3 separate regions of the Sus scrofa genome follow, and all the other regions are linked to region 1. Evidence: chromatin contacts called from public HiChIP or PLAC-seq data. All regions are on one chromosome and are shown on one strand. The core of a region is the stretch at or near the end of the contact, and the rest is flanking DNA. Distances in the headings are between cores, read along the strand shown.

The links. HiChIP or PLAC-seq counts read pairs in DNA pulled down with a chosen protein or histone mark.
Region 2: an H3K27ac HiChIP or PLAC-seq map of skeletal muscle shows a contact between it and region 1. The contact joins two enhancer-like sites. A contact is called at or near these places in 2 of 2 datasets of contacts at active chromatin or transcription factors (alveolar macrophages and skeletal muscle).
Region 3: a contact with region 1 is called in an H3K27ac HiChIP or PLAC-seq map of skeletal muscle, with 2.4 times the contacts expected there. The contact joins two enhancer-like sites. A contact is called at or near these places in 4 of 47 Hi-C or Micro-C datasets (embryonic fibroblasts, liver, omental adipose tissue and 1 more) and 2 of 2 datasets of contacts at active chromatin or transcription factors (alveolar macrophages and skeletal muscle).

The regions. Positions count from the first base shown.
Region 1 is chr12:44,086,502-44,090,585 of Sscrofa11.1, forward strand. All of the region lies in intron 2 of KSR1 (kinase suppressor of Ras 1), which reads left to right. Among named protein-coding and RNA genes, the nearest start is that of LGALS9, 67 kb to the right of the region's middle. Within about 2 kb of position 2,075, at least 8 of the 83 cell types and tissues checked have an H3K27ac peak or open chromatin away from gene starts, as enhancers often do. A contact at or near this core is called in omental adipose tissue and skeletal muscle, where this site is marked.
Region 2 is chr12:43,905,708-43,909,791 of Sscrofa11.1, forward strand. No RefSeq gene overlaps it. Among named protein-coding and RNA genes, the nearest start is that of KSR1, 19 kb to the right of the region's middle. Within about 2 kb of position 2,089, at least 18 of the 83 cell types and tissues checked have an H3K27ac peak or open chromatin away from gene starts, as enhancers often do. A contact at or near this core is called in skeletal muscle, where this site is marked.
Region 3 is chr12:43,948,462-43,952,545 of Sscrofa11.1, forward strand. The region is part of intron 1 of KSR1 (kinase suppressor of Ras 1); the gene reads left to right. Among named protein-coding and RNA genes, the nearest start is that of KSR1, 23 kb to the left of the region's middle. Within about 2 kb of position 1,685, at least 33 of the 83 cell types and tissues checked have an H3K27ac peak or open chromatin away from gene starts, as enhancers often do. A contact at or near this core is called in omental adipose tissue and skeletal muscle, where this site is marked.

The sequences.
Region 1 (4,084 bases), core at 825-3,324:
ACAGGAGTAGGGCATAGTGTGGAACCTGGAAAGCCAGACGTGACCTGTGGTGCCAGGTAGAGTCTGCCCTGGGACAGGGAGCTCACTTTACAGAGCAAAGATGTGGGCGCCAGCACGGGCAGAGCCGGCTGGCTGTGCAGAGGAAAAGATGGCCATGCCTCAGCCTCACCCATCGGGCTCTGCGGCCTGGAGCAAGTTACCTACCCTCTCTGAGCCTTCTCGCCCCTCTGAGACTGTTATGAGGATTGCATGCACTGACCTCTGTGGTTCGTCTAAGAGAGGGCCTGGCACCCAGGAGCTGAGTCATACGTGGTCACCACTACCCTTTCCTGAGTCCCCTCCCATCTCCTCCCCTTTGACCTGCATCCCTCGCCTCCAGGCCCTGTCCCACCAGCGCACCATCTTTCTAAGGCCCTCAAGCCCGGACATACAGTGTGTAGGCTGGAGAAGCCGGCCCTGAAAAGTCCACTGGGCTCCCCCCTCTGTGAGCCCCCGCCCGCTTCGTGGGAGAGGGAGGCACCAGTGTCCCCCGGGGTGTCTCTGAGCCTAGGCTAGGCTGGGGGTGAGCTGAAGGGGCATGGGCCTCATGAGAGCTCAGGCCCCAGGGTGCTGCCCTGCCCTGGTCCCACCCGCCTTCTGAGACCCTTTCTGTGCTGGGCAGCTTTGGCCAGACCTCAGGCCCCACGGTCCTCATCCCGTGTCTGCCACCTACACCCCAGCTCACAGCAATGCCGGATCCTTAACCCACTGAGTGAGGCCAGGGATCGAACCCACGTCCTCATGGTTACTAGTCAGGTTCGTTACTGCTGAGCCACAACAGAAACTCCAGGATCCTTTTTTAAAGCCTCCCGGGTAACTCCAGGTGCCACTGAGGTTGAGAGCCACTGATCTGATGGAGCCAAGCCCACACATTTTCTAAATGATGAAATGGAGGCCCAGAGAGAAGCAGGGATGGGCCCAAGGTGAAGAGGGTTCCAACCTCTGACCCTTCTTTGGCTGGAAGGCCGTGAAGAGAAGCCCTCCAGGAAGGGCCTGACATCTCCCAGGAGGGGCGTCTTCTTATTTCCCAGGGCTGGGATGGTGACTAGGTTCAGAGACAAAGCCAGTATCCCCCAGCTGTCTGCTGATCTCCATGGAAACCCCAGGAGGCCGCCTGACCCAGGCCCCTCGCTCCCTCAGCCCCTCCTGTGCCTCCCAGAATAGCCCACTATTATTATCCAAGTCTCACCCCTCCCTCTCCTCCGACACCAGCGGTGGTGAGAAGGCAGGAGGGAACATCTGTCAGGTGCTCCTTTGCCCGCTGGAGGCACACGGGCTCTCGTTTCTCTCCCTCTGCTGCCCCAGCCCCGCCCTGAGCCCTGGCCGCAGAGGGGGTGCACAGGGCCCTACATCGCCATCCCCAAGGTTCTGGGATCCACCTCTGGCCCCTCTGGTGTGATCTGTTCCCAGGGAGGCATCTGTGGCGAAGAATCCTGGCCCTTGAATTAAGCCTCAGCCAGGTAAGCTGGGGGATGCCTCTACCTCGCCGCACCCCCCACCCAGAAATCCAGGCTCCTCCGATGGACCTGGAGTGGTGGCCACACTCGTTGAGGTAGTTAGTGACGTTACTGGTCCCTGCTGTCCTCTAAGATGAGACGGAAGGCTAAACAGAGACCCCAGGTACAGGCTTGCGTCTCTGTCTTCCTTCAACCCAGGCCTCCACATGAATTCCATCCTGAGCTGTCACAGGTTTTTTTTTTTTTTCAGGGCCGTGCCCGTGGCATATGGACGTTCTCAGGCTAGGGGTCAAATGGGGGCTACAGCTGCCGACCTACACCACAGCTACAGCAATGCGGGTTCCGAGCCGCGTCTGCGACGTACAGCACAGCTCATAGCAATGCTGGATCCTTAGCCCACTGAGCAGAGCCAGGGATTGAACCCTCATCCTCATGACACTAGTCGGGTTCATTACTGCTGAGCCAAAACGGGAATTCCTATCACAGGTTCTCGTCCGTGGCCACATACAGGCTGTGAAGCCCCTGGCCTTTCCATGACCCACCTGACTGGCCACAGCCATGGGGAATGGCGCTTATGTCACCCAGGCCAAGTTTCTAAGTATAGACCCCAAGCAGCCCCGTGGCTGCTGGTAAGTCCCAGGATGCCATTTGATACCCAGCCTGGACTATGACACCAGCTGCTGGGGGGAGGGGGCAGCCGTGTTTGGCGCAGCCCAGCCCGTTCTCGCCTTCTGCTGCAGAGAACAGAGCCACCAGTTGAATGATCACAGACTGGGAGTCTTCTCAGACTAGCCCTGCCCTCTCATTGCCATCAAAAAGAATAATGTCGTGAATCACGGCTCGAGGGAGCAGGCGGAGGCAGGGAACCAGCGTGCCAGGGTGTGACCCACACCCTGCCTCCCAGCCCACGTGCTTGCCCAAAGGTGGCTGGAGCCGGGGGCATCTCCCTCGACTGGCTGGGCAGCCATGTCCCCCTCCCTGGTTTCTAGCTCATATTTCCTTCTTTAGACAGAAGCTGGGGTGGGGTGGGCAGTAATTCTCCTTAAAGCAGTGTCGACACCCAGCCTTCCTTCCCTTCTCCAGAATTCCCGGGGGTGGGGGGCAGCCCTTGGCTTTGAGACAATTTGGCATCTTCCTGTGGCTCTAGGAAGCTGGGAGACCTTCCTGCAGCCTTGGGGCCTCTTGGACCTGAGAGCGTTCCAGGGCGGCTGTACCTGCCGAGCTGTCAGTGGGCCTGTGAGGTCACCTGCAGCAGGTGGTGACACTGATTCCCTAAATGTGCTTTCGGTTTGAAGATTATCCGTGGAAGTTCCCGTTGTGGCTCAGCAGGCTAAGAACCTGACATAGTGTCCATGAGGATGGGGGTTCGATCCCTGGCCTCACTCAGTGGGTTAAGGATCCAGTGTTGCCACAAACTGCAGTGTAGGTCTCGGATATGGCTCGGATCTGGTATGGCTGTGGCTGTGGTGTAGGTCGGCAGCTGCAGCTCTGATTTGACCCCTAGGCTGGGAACTTCCATTTGCCATGGGTGCAGCCCTGAAAAGAAAAAGCTATAGAGATTATCCAGAACAATTTTAGGCGAATTTCTCTCGTCTGAAATAACTTCCTAACTCAGACTTGGCTGTGCCCTTAACTGAGCGGGAGAATCACAGCCACATGTGAGGTCTGGAGGTGCCAAGCTGCCTGGAGGCATTGCTTGAGTCATGAAAGGAGATGCCCAGCCTGACTGTGGTCCCGCCAGAGGTGCAGCCAAGGCTGGGGGAAGCGTTTTCTGCGTGCCTGGTTCACCTGGTTCCCCTGGTTCCAGCGAGCCTGCCTCGTGCACAGTCCCCTCTTGCTTGAATCAATGTTAGCCCTGAAGTAGCTCGTAGGAATTGGAAGCCGGGGCACTTTGCTTCCATGGTGGGGCTGCAGAGCCAGGGCAGCGCTTGGCTGAGAGGGCCTGGCCGCCAGGTGATGTGTCACCAGGGTGCTTGCTGCTGGGCTGACAGAGCTCCCCATTTGCCTTCAGAAATGAAGCCTCAGAAGCCACTGACCAAACAAACTCCTCAGAAGACCCCAGACTCTTCATCCAGGGTCTCCAGGCTGTGATCCGGGGGCTCCATGTAACCCATGGGTGTGATTGTTTGGTCTGCATGGATTTGTGCTCGTTGCCACCAAGTGAAATCAGCCCTTTTCAAGTAAATATTCTGATTTCCTTCTAAGAAGATCCGGTGCCCCTCCTGTGGCCTCCCGTCTTCCGCCAACTCTGAGTGAGAACAGCGGTAGGTTTCTGATCAGCGTTGCCCCTGGGGCCGTCAGCTTTCTTGCTGTCCAGTGAAGAGGTGAGAGGAGTGTTTCCAGTACTTGTACCTCCATCACATGATAAATCTTTGGGGGCCACGTGCCCACTGGTCCCCATTTCTTCCCAAGGCCTGGCCCTGAGGCTTGTGTGTTTGGGACCCTTACTCTGCCAGGTAGCCTGCTGACTGGGGGACGGTGTCCCTGCTGCTGTCAGGCAGAACAGGGTAGCTGATCTCCCCAGTGTGGCGATCCAGGCCTGGGGGGAGGAAGGAACAGACTGAAATAATGGCGATGCTGTGTGTGCT
Region 2 (4,084 bases), core at 839-3,338, 180 kb before region 1:
AGGAACGAAGATCAGTTAACAACCTCAATCTGCTCTTTGCTCTTTGCTTGCCTTCAGCCAAAAGCAAAATGTCTGGTCAGAATCAGGTGCAGTGACCTATTTAAATTACAGGTGTCTAGGTTGCTTTGTGTGGTTGTGATCTTGCATTTTTATAGGTTTTTTTAAATCATTTTTGTTTTTTCCATTATAGTTGATTTATACAGGTTTAACAGGAGAGATGAGGAAAAAAAAATTGAGGGCAGGATTGGGGAAGGAAAACCTATTTAGTTCAGTTTGGAAGAACTATTATTTTCCTTTTTAGAGGCTGCAACTATAATTATCTTTGTGCTTTCTCTCTCTCTCTTTTTTTTTTTGGCCTTGCTGTTGGCATGTGGAAGTTCCCAGGCCAGGGCCACAGCGGGTGAACCAAGCTGTTGCAGCCACAAGAGAAATTCCTTGTGGTTTTTCTTTTAGTGATATGATAGAAATCTAGGAACTTTATCCACTTGTGATAACAGAGAAGTTGCTCTTCTGGTCTCAGAGTAAATCCTGTATTTCCTATACTAAAGGAAAATCTATAGTATTATGATGATAGTGATTTGGGGAGTTTTTTGTTTGGTCGTTTTCTGTTTTTTAGGTCCACACTTGTGGCATATGGAAATTCCCAGGCTAGGGGTGGACTTGGAGCTGCAGCTGCCAGCCTACACACAGCCACAGCAATGCTGGTTCCTTAACCCACTGAGCGGGGCCAGGAATCAAACCCGCATCCTCATAACCACTGAGCCACAACTCTAACTCCTAATGGGTCTTTTTAAAAATTGTCCTCCAGGAGTTCCTGTGTTGGGAGTTGGGATGAGAGGCCCAGCGCTAGCCCATTCAGCTTGTGCTGGGCAGAGAAAGAAGTTCCCTCAGACCGGGTCACGCTGTTCAACACCTGACGAAGACCCAGCCTTCTAGGCTTGGCCCCATTTGGCCTCAGATCAGGAGGATGTTCATATAGCAGGTTGACCCAGTTTCTCACCCCAGGGCCGGCTGCCCAGAGGACTTTGCGGAAATGCTGGCTAAGGCTGCATCTCAAGATAGACTGGGATTATTTCTGGCCTAACTGCTTAACAGCCTGTGGCTTCTGGAGCTTTGATATTTAAAAATGCTATAACAGGGCATTCCCCTTGTGGCTCAGTGGTAGAGGATCTGACTAGTATCCATGAGGACACGGGTTTGATCCCTGGCCTCGCTTAGTGGGTTAAGGATCCGGTGTTGCTGTGAGCTACGGTGTAGGTTGAGGCTCAGATTCTGCATGTCTGTGGCTGTGGCATAGGCTGGCATCTGCAGCTCTGATTGGACCCCAAGCCTGGGAACTTACAAAAAGCTGTAACAGTGCCTCCCCTCCATGAGTAGAGTTAAGCTTTTATTTTGTATCTGCAGCGTCAGGTACCTGGCAGGCATTCAGCATGTTTTACTACCATTTATTGAGCACTGGCAGTGGTGCTCATTGCTATTCCTGGTGCTTCCCAAGGATTTTGAAGTATTATCCCCATTTTATATTATAGTTGTGGAGGTTCAAAAAGACCAACTCACTCTGCAAGGTCATAGAGCTAAGAAAAAACATCCAGGGCTTAACTTCTAATTACTCTGTCTCGAGTCCTGTTTCTCTCCAAAATGGCCTTGAATGGGTGCTAGACTTTAGGAAAGGCACTCAGTCAACCTCAGACTCCCAAGTTAGTCCCTTTGTGAGTCTGCCCATGCCACGGGGCTAGCCCTGAGGTCAGGTTCAACCTTTCCCAACACACTTCTCCTTTCACTGTATCTTGTAACTAGAAGGAATGACTCCAAATATTTGGGGATTGAAACCCACACAGAAAAAAAATGACTTAAGCCCTGTCCTTTGCCCAATGCCTGGGAAAATTACACTGGATATTCCATTTGTTTTTCCCTCCACATGACTCTCCTTAGGAACTTATCTCAAACGATTCAACTTAAGCTGAAGCAGGAAGCCCCAAAGCAGTCACTGAAGGTGAGAAAGTCAGCTGACCTCAGAGCCACTGGCTTTAAAGATGAACATCAGGTCAGGTTACAAACTGCCACATCCAGGGGAAACCTAAGCCCTTTACACCAGCTGTGTGTGTGGACAAGCTTAGATGGGCTTGCCTGGAACTGACCCAAGGTGGCACTGGGCCAGGTGGAAGAGTTACCCAGTCAACTGATACTGATGCCACCGAAGGAACAGAGACAGTTCCCAGCCAAGGAGCGCCCAAGTCAAGAATAAAGGATCAGATCATTCTTACCATATTCATGGATTAAAAACTATACTTCTATCCCTCCACTTTCGAACATCTCTGGAAGTGGGATGTATTTTAGAATCAATCCTGTCTTCAAAAATTTTCTTTCTTAAGTGGACATACTAATGGTACAGATTACAATCAGTGGCATCCAGGGTTTGATGAAACACAAAACAGTGGAATTTATATACAATTAAAAGGTCCCATGGGGTGTTATAGAAATGTCAGGAGTAGAAGACACCAAAAACAGATGGTAACTGAAGGGTGAGACATAGGGAAGTGAAGGGATCCATGAGCCCTTCCTGAAAAATGGCTTGACAATGAAATTCAGTCAATGAAAATCTAATAAAATCGCAAAATAGCTAACATTTATAGACTTTTACTATGATCCAAGCATTGTCCTAGATGAGTAACCAGTATAATTTAATCACCATAACCTAATGAAGCAGATATTCTCACCCCCCCCCCTTTATAAATCAAGAAACTAAAGTATAGAGAGGTTCACTAACTTACCAAAACTGATAGTAAATGGCAGAGTCAGGATTCAGACCCAGGCTTTCTGACTCCAGGCCCTGAGTGGGGGGAAATGGTAAAAACACTCAATATGCAATTGAGCACAAAGTTCAATTTTGAGCTTTCAGGCAGGCAGAGCAAAATAGGTTAATCACATATATTTATTTTTAATTAAAAAAATGTTTTGGTCTTTTTAGGGCCACACCCATGGTGTATGGAGTTTGCCAGGTTAGGGGGTCGAATTGGAGCTACAGCTGCCAGCCTACGCCACAGCCACAGCAGCTCTGAGCTGTGTCTGTGACCTACACCACAGTTCACGGCAACACCAGATCCTTAATCCACTGAGCAAGGCCAGGGATCAAACCCAAGTCCTCGTGGATAATGGTGGGTTTTTTTAACCACTGAGCCACGACAAGAACTCCCTCCACACATATTTTTAAAGTAATGTCTTCATGACTTCATTGTTTTGAAAGATAAATGCTCATGATTTCTTAAAGTCAAGCTATATGGAAAAAATACAAAAATGACAATGCATACTATTCCTTCTCCCAGAAATAACATAGAAGATCCCATGCATGGTATCTCATTTTGCAACTGAGGGCGTAGGGGAGAGGGCAGAGAGAGAGAGATGTGGAGTGTCCATCCGGGACTTTTCTATAGAAAGTGGTTCACTTTGGCCTGTTTTTGGCACAAAAAATTACTGAAAGGCCACGGACATTGACATATCCTCAGACAAGGCCAAGGAAGAGTCTGGTTAGATACCTATAAGATCATAAGCTTCAGAGTCGAGAAATAACTTGCAATCTTTGCATTAAGTACTCTGTAGTTGTGTAACCTGGGGCAAGTCCCTTAGCCTCTCTGAACCTCCTTTTCCCAATCTGTGAAATTAGACTCATTGTAGTACCTAAACCCAGGATTATTGGGATTAATTGAGAGCAAGCCCCAAAAGCATTTAGTGTGGGGCCTAGTCTTTTATTATTATGCCTAAAAGAGCACACGTCCACAGCAGTAGGGACCTTGGGTGTTTATGATCATCCCCTTCCCCCAGGAGGCAAATGAGAGAATTTTTTAGTGTGTTCTGCGACGGTTTGGTTTTTAGGTTTTTTCCCCTTCCTTCCGTCCTTCTTTCTTTCTTTCTTGGGCCAGGGACTGAATCTGAGCCGCATCTGTGACCTTTGTCCCAGCTGCAGCAGCGCTGGATCTTTAACCCATCCTGCCACAGCGGGAACTTTGTTTTTACTTTAGTTTTGTTTTGTTTTCCTAAAAGAAATGCCAAAGGTCTTAAACGCAGCCACACCCCACTGTGGGCCTCC
Region 3 (4,084 bases), core at 435-2,934, 140 kb before region 1:
GAACGAAAGCTAAGAGATGGTTTGGAAAATGAAAAGCTCTGTTGGGTACCCAGGGCTTCTGGGGCTGCCTACATGATGGGAGGCCAGATTTCTCACTGCTCATTCAGCCTCGGCCACGGCCACTCCAAGCCATGGTTATAAATAGCCGCAGACATAAATGTTGGGCAGGGAGAGCAGAGTCCAGCTCACTCCTGGGCTGAGAAACATAACTGGGAGTGGGGTGGGGACAGTGGCTGGTCTGGAATGATCTGTCTCCTCCAGCCGCAGTGGTGAGAGAGATCTGGGACCTGAGTGGCCTGGGGTGGAGGGTTCACAGGCACCCTGGGATTCAGAGGCATCCTGCGCTGGAGATCCGAAGGCGCCTCCCTCCCTCCATCCTAGCTTCCATGGCCCCTTCCCCGAAGTGAGGATGCTCTGAGGGCTTGCCGTGATGCTAGCACAAACGAATGCATTAACAACAACCCCTTCTGGAGCATCTGCCACATCAGGAGTGCAATGATATCATTGCATGTATTGATGAATGCATTGATACATGCAGTGATATCCTCGTGCCATGATCTTTAATGTCAACAGTCACACGGTAACAAAAACGACAGTTTCTTTCACACCTCCTAGGCTTCGGGCTCTGGTTTGGGCTTTCAGAGCGTTACCGCCACCCTCCTCATCACCACCCCCATCCCCACGAGGCTGCCGCTGTCGTCTGCTTACAGCTGCGAGCTTCAGCACTTGTTAAAGACTATTGTCTGTCTTGTTTAACTTCGTTCTTACATCTACTTTCTGTGGGAGGTATTCTCACTCCTCTAAGGCACCCAGAGATTAAATGACTTGCTCAGAGTCACAGGCTAGTCAGTGGCAGGTGGAGATTTGAGTATGGGTCTCTGATTCCAAAGCCTTAGCTCTCCCCGCAGACACATCCTTCTCCAAGGGAGCAGATGCTGAGACATGCTTTTTGGATGAATGAATGAATGAGCAAAGGAACGTGTGTCTTCCAGAGGTGATGGGTGGAATTTTTAAGCCCAGAGAGGTTAAGCGAGTTATTCAAGGTCACAGAGCCAGACAGCAGCGGAGTGGGTAAGGGGGGCTGGCACGTCTCCTTTCCTTCACAAACCTTCCTGCTGCTCGGAGCAGAAGATGCCTCTTTTTGGCAACCGATGCCCTTCCTCAGTCCTCGGATAATGGTGGATTCGGATTTCCAGACTCCATTCCCACCCTTTGGGGAGCCCAGTGGGAGGCCCGGGGCCGGGCCGGGCCCCTCCCTACACACGAAGTCAAGGGCAACTGGCCCGCCAGTCACGGGAGAGTCATTTTATCATCTCTTCCTTTTCTTGAGGAGCTTACAGCTGCAGGGATCAGAGTTCTGCTGAGAGGGGAGGTGTCCCCTGGGGCCTCAAGAGACTGGCTGGGTGCCACCTCCCCGCCCGAGCCTCCCAGACTGTCTGCCACGGAGGGTCTGTGCCGTGGTGTGGGAACAGCTTTGGGATTTGGGGCAGACCAGAGACCCTTCTCCAAGTCTGAGCTAAATGGGGGGATGGCACAAGCTGGCCTTCCAGGTCTCACCCTGCCTCCGCGATGCCCGCCTGCGCTCCCCCAGCCTCACTCCTGCGTGGGAGGGGAAGGAGGGGAAGGAGGCCGGCCTCCTGCCAGGCTCCCTGAAGGGTGGGAAATGAGTCGGCCAGGAAATTAGAATTTGCTGTTAATCCAAGCATGAGTAAGGGCAAAACGGTTGCCAACAAGAGGCTGTTTCTGCTCCAAGTAGCAAGGAGGGAAGCCCGCGCTGGGAGGTGCGAGCCAGGCTGCCTCACCCGCTCTGCAACCCGGCTCCCGCTCCAGCTCCCCTTCCCTCAGAGAACACTCAGACTTTTCCAGAGTCTACACATGCAGCCTTCACGTCCCCATCATTCCTCTCTTGCAATAGAGTCCCTTCCCAGCTCTCTGGTCCCCTGTCTTGGGTTTCATCCCCAGGGACTGCTCCGTGGCGGCTGGCCTTTCTGACCACACCGTCACTGTTGTTAAGGTCCCACCGTCCTGTGTCCCCCCCGGGGCTGGCTGGCTGCGTTCTCCCCGTCCCTTCCCAGGTACCCACTCTTAAATACTCACATTCCCCATCCAAGACTGTTCTCCACTCTCTTTCCCAGCTCTTCCCACCCTCCTGAAGCCTCTCTTTCACGCCTGAGCTTAACAAGATGCCCAAGACACTGCATTCAGCCCACCTCTCTCTTCTGAGCCCAGGTCCAAGGAAAACTACAATTTTCCATCATTTTCTTTTTTTCTAAAATGATTTTTATTTTTTCCATTATAGCTGATTTACAGTGTTCTGTCAATTTTCTACTGTACAGCAAAGTGACCCAGTCACTCATACATATATACATTCTTTTTCTTTTTCTCTTTCTTTTCTTTCTTTCTTTCTTTCTTCTTTTTTTTTTTGCTTTCTAGGGTCACGCCTGCGGCATATGGAGGTTCCCAGGCTAGGAGTTGAATCAGAGCTATAGCTGCCAGCCTACAACCACAGTAATGCAGGATCTGAGCCACGTCTTCGACCTACGTTGCCCGATCCTTAACCCACTGATCGAGGCCAGGGATCAGACCCGCAACCTCATGGTTACTAGTCAGATTCGTTTCCACTGCACTGCAATGGGAACTCCTATACATTCTTTTTCTCACATTATCCTCCATCATGCTCCATCACAAGCGCCTAGGTATAGTTCCCTGTGCTGTATCTCACAGAATCTCATTGTTTATCCATTCCAAAGGCAATGGTTTGCATCTATTAACCCCAAATTCCCAGTCCATTCCACTTCCCCCCCGCCCTCGGCAACCACAAGTCTGTTGTGCAAGTCCATGAGTTTCTTTTTTGCGGAAAGGTTCGTTTGTGCCGTATATTAGATTCCAGTTATAAGCGATACCATATGATATTTGTCTTTCTCTTTCTGACTTATTTCACTTAGTATGACAGTCTCTAGTTCCATCCATGTTGCTGCAAATGGCATTATTTTGTTCTTTTTGCGGCTGAATAGTATTCCACGGTGTATATATACCACATCTTCTTAATCCATTCATCTGTCGATGGACATTTAGGTCGTTTCCATGTCTTGACTATTGTGAATAGTGCTGCAGTGAACATACGGTGCATGTGTCTTTTTCAAGGAAAGTTTTGTCTGGATATATGCCCAAGAGTGGGATTGCTGGGTCATATGGTTCTATATATAGTTTTCTGAGGTCCCTCCATACCCATTTTCTTAAGAGGCTCACAGTCCCTCAGATTCGAATGTCACAGCCTGAGCTCATCTTCCTCCTCCCCAAACCTGACCACCTTCCGAAGTCCCATCATCCACCTGGTTGCCAAGATGGAAACACCAGATGTTCTGGGTCCTTTCTCTGACTCCACAGCTTCCCAGGCCCCTCGTCCATAGTCAGAGATGTTTGAAAGCCTCTGCTCTAGCCCCATAGGTGCTCAAACTGTGTATGTTTTGTTTTGTTTTGTTTCCTCACCTGCGGCATGTGGAGGTTCCCGGGGCCAGGGATGGCTCAAACTTGCACCACTGCAGTGACACCAGATCCTTAACTGCTAGGCCACTTGGAAACTCCAAACTCTGCGTATTTAAATGACCAAAGAAGCAAATGAATGGGCCGGCCCTGGTCTGGCAAGTTCTCCCAATATGCTGGATTTCTCAGGATTCACGGCATTTCAGCTCATAGAACAGTCCCACCAGTGGCAGCAGCAGGAGGAGCTAGAATTATCTTTGCTTTTTTTTTTTTTTTTTTTTTGTCTTTTTGTCTTTTTTGTTGTTGTTGTTGCTATTTCTTGGGCCACTCCCGCGGCATATGGAGGTTCCCAGGCTAGGGGTTGAATCGGAGCTGTAGCTACCGGCCTACGCCAGAGCCACAGCAATGCGGGATCCGAGCCGCGTCTGCAACCTACACCACAGCTCACGGCAACGCCGGATCGTTAACCCACTGAGCAAGGCCAGGGACCGAACCCGCAACCTCATGGTTCCTAGTCGGATTCGTTAACCACTGCGCCACGACGGGAACTCCAGGAGGAGCTAGAATTAGTGCCCACTTCCTTTCAGCTGAGATTCCAGGC